Linked DNA regions of Mus musculus: all the other regions are linked to region 3. A link is a contact called in public promoter capture Hi-C data. All regions are on one chromosome and are shown on one strand. Each heading gives the region's core, a stretch centred on a gene start, on an enhancer-like site or on the middle of the called end of the contact. The rest is flanking DNA. Distances are from core to core; before and after follow the strand shown. Region 1 overlaps Vwa8 (von Willebrand factor A domain containing 8). Region 2 overlaps Vwa8 (von Willebrand factor A domain containing 8). Region 3 holds the start of Akap11 (A kinase (PRKA) anchor protein 11).

Region 1 (3,646 bases), core at 872-3,371, 480 kb after region 3:
AAATAAATATTAACTATCTTGAAAGTGAAGTAATGAAAAAAATTATTCCAGGCACCAAAAACTGAGTTACACACATTTTTTTTTAATTCCAGCTGGGTGTGGTGGCACATGCCTTTAACCCCAGCACTCGGGAGGCAGAGACAGGAGGATTTCTGAGTTCAAGGCCAGCCTGGTCTACAAAGTGAGTTCCAGGACAGCCAGGGCTATACAGATAAACCCTGTCTCAAAAAATCAAAAAAATAAATAAATAAAAAATAAAATAAAATTTCAAATGATATAAAATTAATAGTATGTATAATATTTCTACTTTGTAAATGGTTATATAATTAATTTTAAAATAAGCCTGATAACTAATCATACCCAGTGTTTAGCAGTCAACATGAAAATTTTACTGTCTCCAGGAATAGAGACTGACTACCTAGAGACAGCTTTGTCTTAAAAACTGATTCTTTTTTTTTTAAGGCTATGTTTAAAAACTTCTTTGGGCTTTTCTCTTAGTTAGGTTCATTGACTGTAAGTCTACTAGATCTTAATAATTGTATTTAAAGGCCTTGGAAAAATACTGAATTCCATTTGTAGAACTGCCTAAACTTAATACCTTGAAGCTTTGAAACTAATAAATTGCACATATAACAAATAATCCCAGATTACAAACTACATTTACCAGGTAGACTAGACTATATTAAGTCTTATAATACCACTTGAAAATTATCAGTTCCAATCACCAGTATAAATTAATTTCTTATACATTATAAATAAGACTCTTTGATATCCATTGTACTGCTAAAGCATGTTATATCACTCTTTCAACAAGGTGTCCCTGTGAAGTTGGCTAGCCCTTATTGCTGTCTTTGTGCCTCAGACCCCCCATTGCCAGCACTACTGGTATAGGTCCTCATCTGTTCCTTTAGACCTAGTATTACTATCTCTCTTCTCAAGTCTTTTATCCTCTAGTCTTTGGACAAGACCAGAAGTGTTCCCATATAGGGCCAGTCTGAGATGTGTTAGTAGACACTGTGGAGATCAGCAGACAAGTCAAAGCTTGTGAGTGCTAGGTATCAGTCCAGGTGATCTAACAGGGAATAGTAAAAAGGCCCAGGAAGGGCCCAATATTCCCAGGCTCGGGGGGCAACTGTGAGAAGAATGTTGTGCATGATGCCAGGTCAAAAGCTCAAGAAACAGGATGGAAACCCTGTAATGGGCTCAGTAGATAAGGTGGGGGCTTGGTTTTGAACAGCAAAGCCATGATCTAAGACATGTGATGACTTGTGAATTGATAAGATAAAAACCTAGAGGTATGTAAACTTCCCCATGATCTTATAGGACCCAAGGGAGGCAGTAGGTAAGACACAGTGTCAGGTCTGTGGCTCAGAATCTTATGGGGACAGGGACTCATAATCCCCCTAGTCCCCCAGTGTTTTACACTCTCTCATTCACATGCCTCTGGCTTATGCCATCCTTTGTACTATTAGGGGTTTGTTCTCAAGTCTGAGGGAGCATGTGCAAGGTTTAGTACTATGTAAACCTAAATTTGGATGGTGTTTTCTGCACTTGTTTATTTGGGACACTGCATTACCTGATGATTGCTTTATACTAGCATAGAATAGGCAATCACTGACTGAAGTTCCTTCCTGTGAGTTAACCAGGATCATAAATTCTAAACATAACTTTGTGCAGAAGGAAAACTCCCGCAGACTAACCCCCTTTTTTGGGTCTCCTATCTGCACAGAACGGGTCTCTGATGGCAAGTGGGTGAAGGAGTGGGCGAATGACAAAGACAACAGGAGAAAGTGTGTTGTATCTAAGTGTAATTTTTCAAATCAAGCATCAAACTTTTTATACAGAAGAATAACAAGAAACCAGGCGAGAGACACATCCACCAAGTTACAGTGACACAAAGCAAAAGGAATGTATACATCAAAAGATGGCGGGGACCAGGCCACTTTAATCACTAAGAAGGGAGCCAGGTGTAATGCTAGTCTATTGTTAAGCCCACCACCAGGGGTTCTTAGTAAATGCCTGATTTATGTTGCTTCTTTGAGCCTAGTGAAGAAACGTGTGGGAATGCCAAGGTTCCAGGAGGCGAGTTTCCTTGCCTTGTGAGTGCTTCCAGGCCTCTCGGCCTGTCAAGCAGACTTCACTGGAGTGGATGTAGCAGAAAACTGTTCCAAGCCACAGTACTTACAGTGTCTTTGTAGTTGAAGAGTGTCTTGTGGCACACAGATTGTTATTTTGACAATAAAATAGGTAGAAAGAGATTCCATAATGGAAGGAAACACAAAAATGAATGATCTTTCTGTAATTTATGTTTAAAAAGTAAGGAAAACCACATTAACCTACTTCTGCTGATTTAAATTTGTGTTTGCCACCTTAGAGCAGGCTGGAATATTGCTGTTTTATTCACTTAGGAAAAATTTGATATGCTACAATATACAATTTCACAATAAACAGGAAGTACACAAAATCCACTTATGAAAGCCCAAGTTTTCATCATAATCTGCAGAATGTATATAAATGAATATTGGTATTACATATAAGCTTAGTTATTAAAGATTACAGTAACATATGCTTTACACACAGTTTTTCCTTAATCGGTTGCAATTAGTGAAGGAGTGTGTGTTAAAAGACACTTGAGAACTGAAGGAAGCATTGCTTTCCTCACGGTCCTCCATCCCTTACTAGGTTCTTACCAAGCCTTGCTCAGTCTGCACTGGAGAAGAATCTGGCAGATGCGGCAATAGAAACAAACACTGAGGACAGCCTGGAGCCAGAGCTGGAGAATTACAAGTGTAAGTACTTGACTTGGCTAAGTGAAGGTTACATAACAATGACCAAACACTTGGTCCGAGAGCTTTCAATAAAGCTCTTGTTAAATCCATTTCGTTTTTTGTGTATTGTACTTAACAAGTGAATCTGTATTCCTTTCTTTAAGAAACAAATCTGTGGTCAGACATAGTTGTGCATGCTGTGAGTTCAAGGCCAGCTTGGTATACAAAGTGAGTTCAAGACAGCCAGGGTTGTTATAACAAGAGAAACCCTGTCTCCAAAAACAAAAGCCAAAGTCAAAGCCAAACAAATAATAAAAACCAGTCTGAAGCCATTTTTTAAATATCACTTCTTTCAATGAATATTAGACAAACCCCTGCCCCCACTTTGCATGCGTGCCAAGAGTCAGTTTGATACTAACATACTAAAGGTTTTAGAAGTTTCTGTTGTAAATTAACTTGTCTAATTTTGACAGATATATGTCTTTGCAAATGTGTTTTACCATACAGACGAGAATTCTGTTTTCGTCATACATTTGCATTTTGAGGGCTGCCAAGTTTCCTTTTGGAGCATGTCACGGAGCATTTTCTAGGGTGACATAGACTAATGTAATGAGAGTCCCCTCTGGTCCCTCATTCACCCACAGAGCCACCTCTCTTCTGCCTACCCAGGAGGAGAAGCTTGAACTGGGGAAGACAGAACACTCTAAAAGTTTTCTGTCCTTCAGTTAGAACACAGGGAAAATTTCCCTTCTTAGTAGAAGTCCTTGTCCTTCAAAGCGTGAGTGTGTGACTGTTCTCCAACGGCACTGTAATGGCTGCTTTTGTGATTAGTGTTTTAGTAACTGTGGCTATATTGAACTAAGAATTTAGTATTAAGG
Region 2 (3,770 bases), core at 1,120-3,619, 500 kb after region 3:
AAAAAGCCAGTTAGAATTTTTTTCCAGTTCTTGCAATTATTTTACTTTGCTATTGTTTACTGTGTGTAATATTTAGGGACATTCAGTTACTTCTCTACAAAAGGGCTAGGGATGCTCTTGAAAGATAATTTCTAAATATCATGCAGACTGAATCAGCATTGTACAAATTATTGGAGAATGAAGGGAGTCTGGAAAGAAGGACAAAGCCAGCCACCGCGGAGAGCAAAAGTTGCGCCTGTCGATGGCAAGCACTGGGGCGCACATAAGCACAGCTGCGGATGACTGTCCCTCACTGGCCACCCTCACTTCCATGCAGGACATTCCCAGATACTTGGTCTGACCAATTTTAGAACCTTGGGTTGACAGACATTTGTTTGACTCCGTGGCATTGTTACACAAAGCCTCCTGAAAGCAGTCAAGGGAGCTGCCTCTTGATGTCTGTTTTGTGTGATAAAAATATGAGGTACAGCTCAAGATGCTACAGCACATGGGGATATCTTCCATTCTCCATGGCCTAGAACTTAATTTAAGTGTGACCCCCTCCAAAACAGGCATGTGACTGTCTCCATGTGCATGGCTGGTGTGAGCATGCGAGCCATTGTGCGCTGAAGGGGTGTTTGTGTATGAGCAGCAGCTCTGTAAATGTTAATCTCCACTTTCTGTACAGAGCATCACAGACACTTTCATCATAAAGAACAAAAGGCACTGACAAGAGATGTCTGGCCCCCTAGGAAGAACAAAGTGCAGGACTGGAAGTCACCTATAAGAGGTGACTGTCCCATTAGGAAGAGCAAAGTGCAGGGCTCCAACTTCCCCCCCTTTACTCCCCTTCCCTTCAGTTCTGGTGCTTCCTACCTGAAGGTTACACACAAGTCATGGGAGAGACATCTGAGAGGGATGCCCTCTTGCCAAGGCGCCTGACTTTACTGGTGTCCTCTAGGGCATGGCCATGATCTAGAAGGATAGAGGAGTGATTCTGAGCTGAGGGTTGGAGGAGAGAAAACAGCATAGTCAGGCTAAGCTGCAGAGAGATGAGGACATCTGACCAGAAAGCTGGGGGGAGGGGGCTAGAAAATAGCAGATGAGATAGGATGAGCCCTGTAGTCAGCCGTTTTGGAGACAGGAGGCTGACAGAACCCACAGCAGTGAAGCGAGCAAACGTCAACCCCAGGCTGCTTTGCTGAGGGGCCTCTTCAAGTCCCTGTCACGGATGTGAAGTCTCACATTTCAGTCTCAGGGCCCAAAGCCATTTCTGGATGAATTTCCCTCGGCCTCACTTCTACTCTTCGTAGCCCTTTTCTCCTGTTCTTTTTCTCTTTTCCCTCTGTGATAGAATACAAATAGAGTGTTCAGGAAAGCAGCCCTAGATCCCTTTCGTCTTCTACAAGGGGTTTAGTTGCCCAAGTACACAGTTTAACTAAAATAATAAGTCCTATAAGTTTATGTGATCCCAGAATATATCAAAGTTCTTAAAGCTGTGGCCCCGAGCTCCCGAGCTCCCCAAGCTGGAAGATTGTGGCATTCCGGCCTTTGGTTTGAGTTCTGCCTGTGAGCTTCATATCCTCTGTTACTCCAGCCCTTTGAGTCCGGCCCTTCTGAGGCCACCTCCTTCTAGTGCGCTGTCCTGAAGGGCTCAGCAGGACGATGATGGAGAGAAAAGAGCTGATTTCATGAGATCTCTAATACCTTCACCTTTTCAAAAAGTGTTACTCACCAAATATAATCTCAATACCTATGTAAGAATTTATTGTATGTTACTTTTATTAAGAGAGACAAGTTGCATTTCTAGAATAGTGGCTAGTAAGTAAAGATAAACCTGCACAGGGATTAAGGGAAAATATTAGCAGGTAATGTTTTAGCAGTTACATATTGAATAATATCTTATTGTCTACATTTCCCAGTGGGAAAAGGGAGTGCATGAAATTTTTATGACAGAAAAATTAGGCATTATTTATGTACTTATTCAATTAAAGCACTCCTGAGGATCTTCTGTTCTAGACAAAACTATGACGAGAAGGAACACACAGCTGTAATTGTTTCATTTTGCTCAGGATATTTACAGAAATTCCTTCCTAGATTATTCTGTCAGCATTTCCTCGAAGGAACTGTGAGAGCCTCTTAAAGTGAAGTAGGAAGTGACCCAGTGAGATCTCTGGCTTAGGAAAGGAGACGAACAAAGTACGGGGTGTGCTGTGCTGTGGTGAGGGCGGAGGTGGGGAGACAAGCGGGGCCCTTTCTAGCAGCCCAGGAGGGTGTGCAGCTCTAGAGTCAAGACAGTGAATTGAAGAGGAAGAACCAGCTGTGGGAAACAGGCACTTCAAAATAAACATGTCCAAAATTAAACCGCCTTTGTAAACTTCCCTCGCCTACCCAGCAACCCCTCGTCTCCTCCCCCATTTCTTTCTCAGTTAATGGCCTCTTCTTACCACTCTCAGCCCAGGATGGAGGCTGACGTCTTTTTTCATCTCCTTACCCTCCATCATACCCTCCATAGTGATGTTAGTAGTTTCCTGACTGTCTCTTTTGTCTGTTGACTTCTCTGTGCTCCTGGGCTTAGGCCGTCTTCATTATGGAATCCTTTAAAGAGTTTCTCCACTGCTTCCCTTTGCTCTCACTTCTTTCTCTCTGCCATTCCATCAGACTAGTTTTCCAGAACTGAACATCTGACTCTGCCACTCCCCTGCCTCAGTGGCTGCTCTTAGAAACAGTGCAGATTCTTGGCTGCCTGGCCTCTGCCACACTTTGAGCCACCTCCCTAGACAGCCTGTTCCTTAAAACCCCTTCTCCACCTCTGTGTGGTCTTTGACTTCTTGCGATCCTCTCTGGACCACAGAGCCACAAGTCTCCCGTTATGGCACTCTCTCTCCTAGGACACCCCCTGCTCCCCCTTCCCCATGCCTTCTAATTTCATGATTACTTTCAATCAAATCTTGCATGTGCTGGACCTTCCCCGGTGTCAGGTTAAAACTCAAAGCATCTTGGATGCCTCATTTAGCCACATTCACAGGGCACCTCAGCAGTGATCCCTTGTGTTCTGGTTGCTTAGGAAATGACCCAGGAAAGCCAGGCCTTCACTTTCAGTGGGTTTGCAAGTATCTAGCAAGCAAAGGAGAATAAAGAGCAAGTAGCAGAAAGAAGCAGCCGCTCAATACCAACGCACTGCTAACCGATGCTCTCAGCCTCCAGCACAGACAACCGGAGTAGACCAACTAAGAGAGCAAACAAACAAACAACAAAAAACAACATCAAATCTGAGGGCTTACAAACATCCTCTAAAAACTGAAGCCTCATTGAAACATCCAGCTGGGGGCCTCCATAAAGTGTTTCCTTTGCTGCGTTTCTTGGAATGAGTATGAATGGGCATATAGAAACTGTAACAACCACACCTGGGCACTTAAGAGTCATCTCGCAGAAACTGCCCTTCTGGACTGAAGGCCGGGCAGAGCAGCAGAGCGGAGCAATCTCTCCATGAGTGAGCTCTGCCTTCCCTCTTCCACACAGGCGTTTTGTTCTATGGGGTAAACAACAGCAGTGTCCCGCTTCCGGCTGTTCTCAAGGGTGAGCTGCTTTCCTTTGAGCTCATTTTAGTTTTCTTTTGTTAGAGTAAGGAGGCCAGCTGTCCCAAGACAGCGGATTTGAAGGGGGCAAAAGAGGGCCTTCTTGCTCCACCTACTTTTAAAATTTGTTTTGATTTTTGAATCTTGACATAAGGGCTCTCTTTCTAGCACTGGCTGGCTGTTCTAGAACTAGTTGTGTAGACAAAGTTGGCT
Region 3 (3,594 bases), core at 321-2,820:
TGCTTTCCAAACACAAGACAAAGCAACCATTGCTCTAAAAGTCTGAAACCCTTGCCACAACTTAGAAAGACTAGCAACAAAGATGAGTGGAAGGGAACTTTTGCTAACTCCTTTGCCCACTCACCTAAGTTTTTCATATCTCCCTGTGTGACTAGAATTCCCCTATTTATAGCTGGAAATTTCCCTTTACACAACCTGCTGCATTATGATCGGAATTGGCTGAGTTCCTTTCCCAGACACTAAGTCTTTGGAATTAAAATAAAATGTACCATCCTTTCTCCCAAAGGATTTTCTTCTGTTTCCCTGACGAAGCCCTGGAATTCAGAGGCTTGAGAAGGCTAGCAAATCTCTCACTACAGTTCTGGGCCTCCAACTTCAGAATCTTCAACAACTGAGAAACATCACTGGGCACAGAGTATATACTGCCAATTCCTTTCCAGGCAGATCAGTTGAGCAGTTCTGTAGCTATCTACATTAGCCACAGCTCAGCTTATAAACCCACGTCTTCCCCAATTCCCTCATATCCCTTCATCCCTCATAAGTCAGTTACTAACTACACAACTAATTGCTTAATTTACTGCCAACCTATGATTCACAATCCTGCCTGGAAAACACAATCAAGTATGAATAACCAGGTTATTCCTTGAAAAAAATGCTTCTATAGTTTGAAAGATTAGGTGGGACTATTGAAAATGACATCAATCATACTAGGCTGCCTTTTACCAGCACACACACCAACACATACACACACACACACCAAGCAAACACAAAGACATTAAAACAAAATCACCTTTGCATGAATAAATACTCCATCTTTCCTGATGCCCTTATTTTATATATTTTCATACATAACAAAATTGAGTACCAATATAAATAACACTGCTAACAAGGTGAGAAAGATGCAAAGGAAAACAAGCGATTTAGAAGCAAATGGATAATCACAAGGCTATAAAAGAACTGCGAATATTAACTCCAGTATGCGCCAAGGCCATTAGCGATGTGTCTCAGCAGTATTGCTCACCGCAAAATGCCTTAATGCCTAAAGCTAAGCCACCTCCAACTAATAGGGTTTTTTTTTCTTTTCTTTTCTTTTTAAAGACCGTAGGCAGAGCTAAAGGACTGTCACCAAGCTATACCAGGGGTTTAGACTGTACTGTCACTGTGGTCTGGCCAGCCCATTTTCTATTTGATAGCGCAATTCGGATGCTTGGCCAGCCTGGAGGCGACGTGACAGCGATGCAAACAGCGGCATCTGGGGTTAGGGCAGCGCCGGGGACCTGGGTTCGGACGCTGACAGGGAAGGATGCTGCTGCGGAGGACAAAGTGCACCGTCCTCCCGCCCGCGCCCCACGCAGCGAGGCCACGGCGCCCGGCCGCAGTCTGGACCCGGCCCTCTGGCTCCCGGTTCCCTGCCCCGCTCACCAGGCGGCACAGCCTCTCAGCTCCCGGGCATGTCAGCCTCCCGTCACGGCCCGCAACGCCCGGTGGCGCGAGCCGCAGCGCAGCGGCGCTCCCCCTCGCCCGCCCCAGCCCGCGACGCCACCGCCGCCGCCTCCCCACGCCGCCCACTCACTCTCGCGAGAGCCGTCGCACCTCTCGCGAGAACGACCCCGTGGCCGAGCCCGCGCAAAAGGAACAAGGGGTGGGGGGAAAATATCTTCCCACGTGCTCTGGAGGGCAAAGCTGCGGGTCGCCCGTCACGTGACGCGGAGGCGCCCTCTCCATTGGCCAGGCGGCCCTCGGCCCGTGGGAGCTTTAAACCTCGAGCTGACCTACGAACTCTCGGCTGACGTCTTGCGCGCTTCCTGGTGCGTTGCCTTGGGAACGGCTTAACCCTTTCCTCTGGCAAGCGCCCGAGCCCAGGATGCTGGCATCCCATCCGCCACCCTTAGACCTTCCTGGGGCTGGTTTCCCACAGCCAGTGGCAGCCCACGACATCAGGGGTCCAGACACAGCCCATCCTTCAGAATGGGTCTGCCCGGTTCCCAACATCATCAGGGGAAACCACTGAGGAAGCCTTGGGCCCAATCGGAACCTCTGGAGTCAGTCTAAAGGGCAGTGCACTTCCCAACCCCACGGGCCATTGAAATTGGAAAATAAGGCTTTGACCACCAAGAAGCCTAGCCTTGGGTGACAAGCTGTGTGATTCCTGTTTAAATCAGAGGAATCGGTGCAGTCATGTTGCATGGTCTCCTCAAGGACATACGGTCCTCAAACTGGCCGAGAGATGAGAAGGACATTTTGAAGTAGATGCTCCTTATTTGTTTTATCCTCTTTAGGGGAGAGAGACAAGAAAGAGTACAGTCATATCTTCGTTCTCTTCAACAGCTTTTGGCTGCTTTCCTTACACGTTTTAGGCATAATTCCAGGTTGTCTATTGAACACTATGAAGACAAATAGATTAGGTTGTTGAGAGCTGGGGCCGGGTTGGGGGAGGGGGTGGATATCTGTAGGTGTTAACTCGCAGATTATCATCATCTGATGGTGGTGGTTACAATTGGGCCACTGCTTGGGGGTGGTGCCCTTGTGGGAGGAAAGATTCAGGCAGTGATTTGGATAGCAGCCCTACATCGCTAGCAGAAAGTAGAATAATTCACAAGCCCCAAATCCGGATCTAATCTAGCACATTTGAATAACAAGAAATAAACTTGGGATGATAATAGAGGCTAGATCCCTTACTGCTTCATCAACCAAGAAAAGAACTGGGAGTTTAGTCTACAATGAAAAGCTTTGACCTCTTAAAGGGGGGAACAATAACAATTAGTTTAAAAAAAAAAACAAAAAACTAGTAAGCTCTTCCCTGTAGAGAGTGAATTTTACGGAAGCTGAAACAACAAGGAACTCGTCCAGGTAAAAGACAATCCTGTGAGAACCAATTTCCAATGACCTTGACAGTCTCCAAAATGTGTTAAGTCAGAGCCCTAAGCGCTGGCTGCTGACTTGTATTTAAAATATGTAGATTTTTTTTTTTTTTTATCATTTTGTTGTTTTAAACTACTTGAGAAGCGAATGGCCTGAGAGGCCTCTTGCCTTTGGCTTTCTGTCCTCCATTTTCACTACACAGGTAGCCGCATCTCTAAGTTAACTCTAAACAAACATAAAATGGTGTTCTTTGTAGATATTTATTGGAGTAAGATTAGAAAAGAGGGGTTGGAGGCTGAAAAAGAAAAGAAAAGAGTTTAATTAAAAACAAAAGAAATGAGGATGTAAACACTCCACTAACTAACTAGTAACAAGCACAAAGCAAGCCTCTTTATGGTCCTGAGTTTCAACTTCCTTGTACATAAAACAAGGCCATTTGGTCTCCACACAGGCTGGCTAAGACTGAATTCCATTTTGTCAAGCTTGCCCTGGCAGAGTAAGCTGGAGAGGGAAATGAACTTTTCTGAAAGACTCAAGAGTCAGCGGGCTGAGCAGGCCAAGTGAAATCGGACCTCACACACCAACTGAGAGACTGTGACTGTGAGCCAGATACCAGGAATGCTTTCCTCAGAAATGCTGGCCTCAGGGTGTGAAAACGGAAGTAGCGCCACCTGCTCAGCCCCATGGTCCCTTCCTCTGGAGCCACTGTGAATCTATGTTACATCCACAACA

Evidence for each region. Promoter capture Hi-C pulls out the DNA fragments that hold promoters and counts their contacts.
Region 1: a promoter capture Hi-C map of embryonic stem cells shows a contact between it and region 3, with 2.3 times the contacts expected there. The contact joins the enhancer-like site here to the promoter of Akap11 in region 3. A contact is called at or near these places in 5 of 39 promoter capture datasets (embryonic stem cells, liver and stem cell-derived epiblast-like cells), 1 of 484 Hi-C or Micro-C datasets (embryonic stem cells), 4 of 115 datasets of contacts at active chromatin or transcription factors (all in embryonic stem cells) and 1 of 9 other capture datasets (embryonic stem cells).
Region 2: a promoter capture Hi-C map of liver shows a contact between it and region 3, with 2.2 times the contacts expected there. The contact joins the enhancer-like site here to the promoter of Akap11 in region 3. A contact is called at or near these places in 2 of 39 promoter capture datasets (both in liver), 1 of 115 datasets of contacts at active chromatin or transcription factors (embryonic stem cells) and 1 of 9 other capture datasets (embryonic stem cells).

Annotation. Positions count from the first base shown.
Region 1 is chr14:79,015,925-79,019,570 of GRCm38.p6, forward strand. It overlaps Vwa8 (von Willebrand factor A domain containing 8), which reads left to right. Exons shown (of 45, transcript NM_027906.1): 18 at 2,683-2,789. Among named protein-coding and RNA genes, the nearest start is that of Gm30970, 120 kb to the right of the region's middle. Within about 2 kb of position 2,122, at least 5 of the 459 cell types and tissues checked have an H3K27ac peak or open chromatin away from gene starts, as enhancers often do. A contact at or near this core is called in embryonic stem cells and stem cell-derived epiblast-like cells, where this site is marked.
Region 2 is chr14:79,032,437-79,036,206 of GRCm38.p6, forward strand. The region is part of intron 20 of Vwa8 (von Willebrand factor A domain containing 8); the gene reads left to right. Among named protein-coding and RNA genes, the nearest start is that of Gm30970, 100 kb to the right of the region's middle. Within about 2 kb of position 2,370, at least 31 of the 459 cell types and tissues checked have an H3K27ac peak or open chromatin away from gene starts, as enhancers often do. A contact at or near this core is called in liver, where this site is marked.
Region 3 is chr14:78,535,290-78,538,883 of GRCm38.p6, forward strand. Akap11 (A kinase (PRKA) anchor protein 11) reads right to left here and starts at 1,571. Exons shown (of 12, transcript NM_001164503.1): 1 at 1,423-1,571.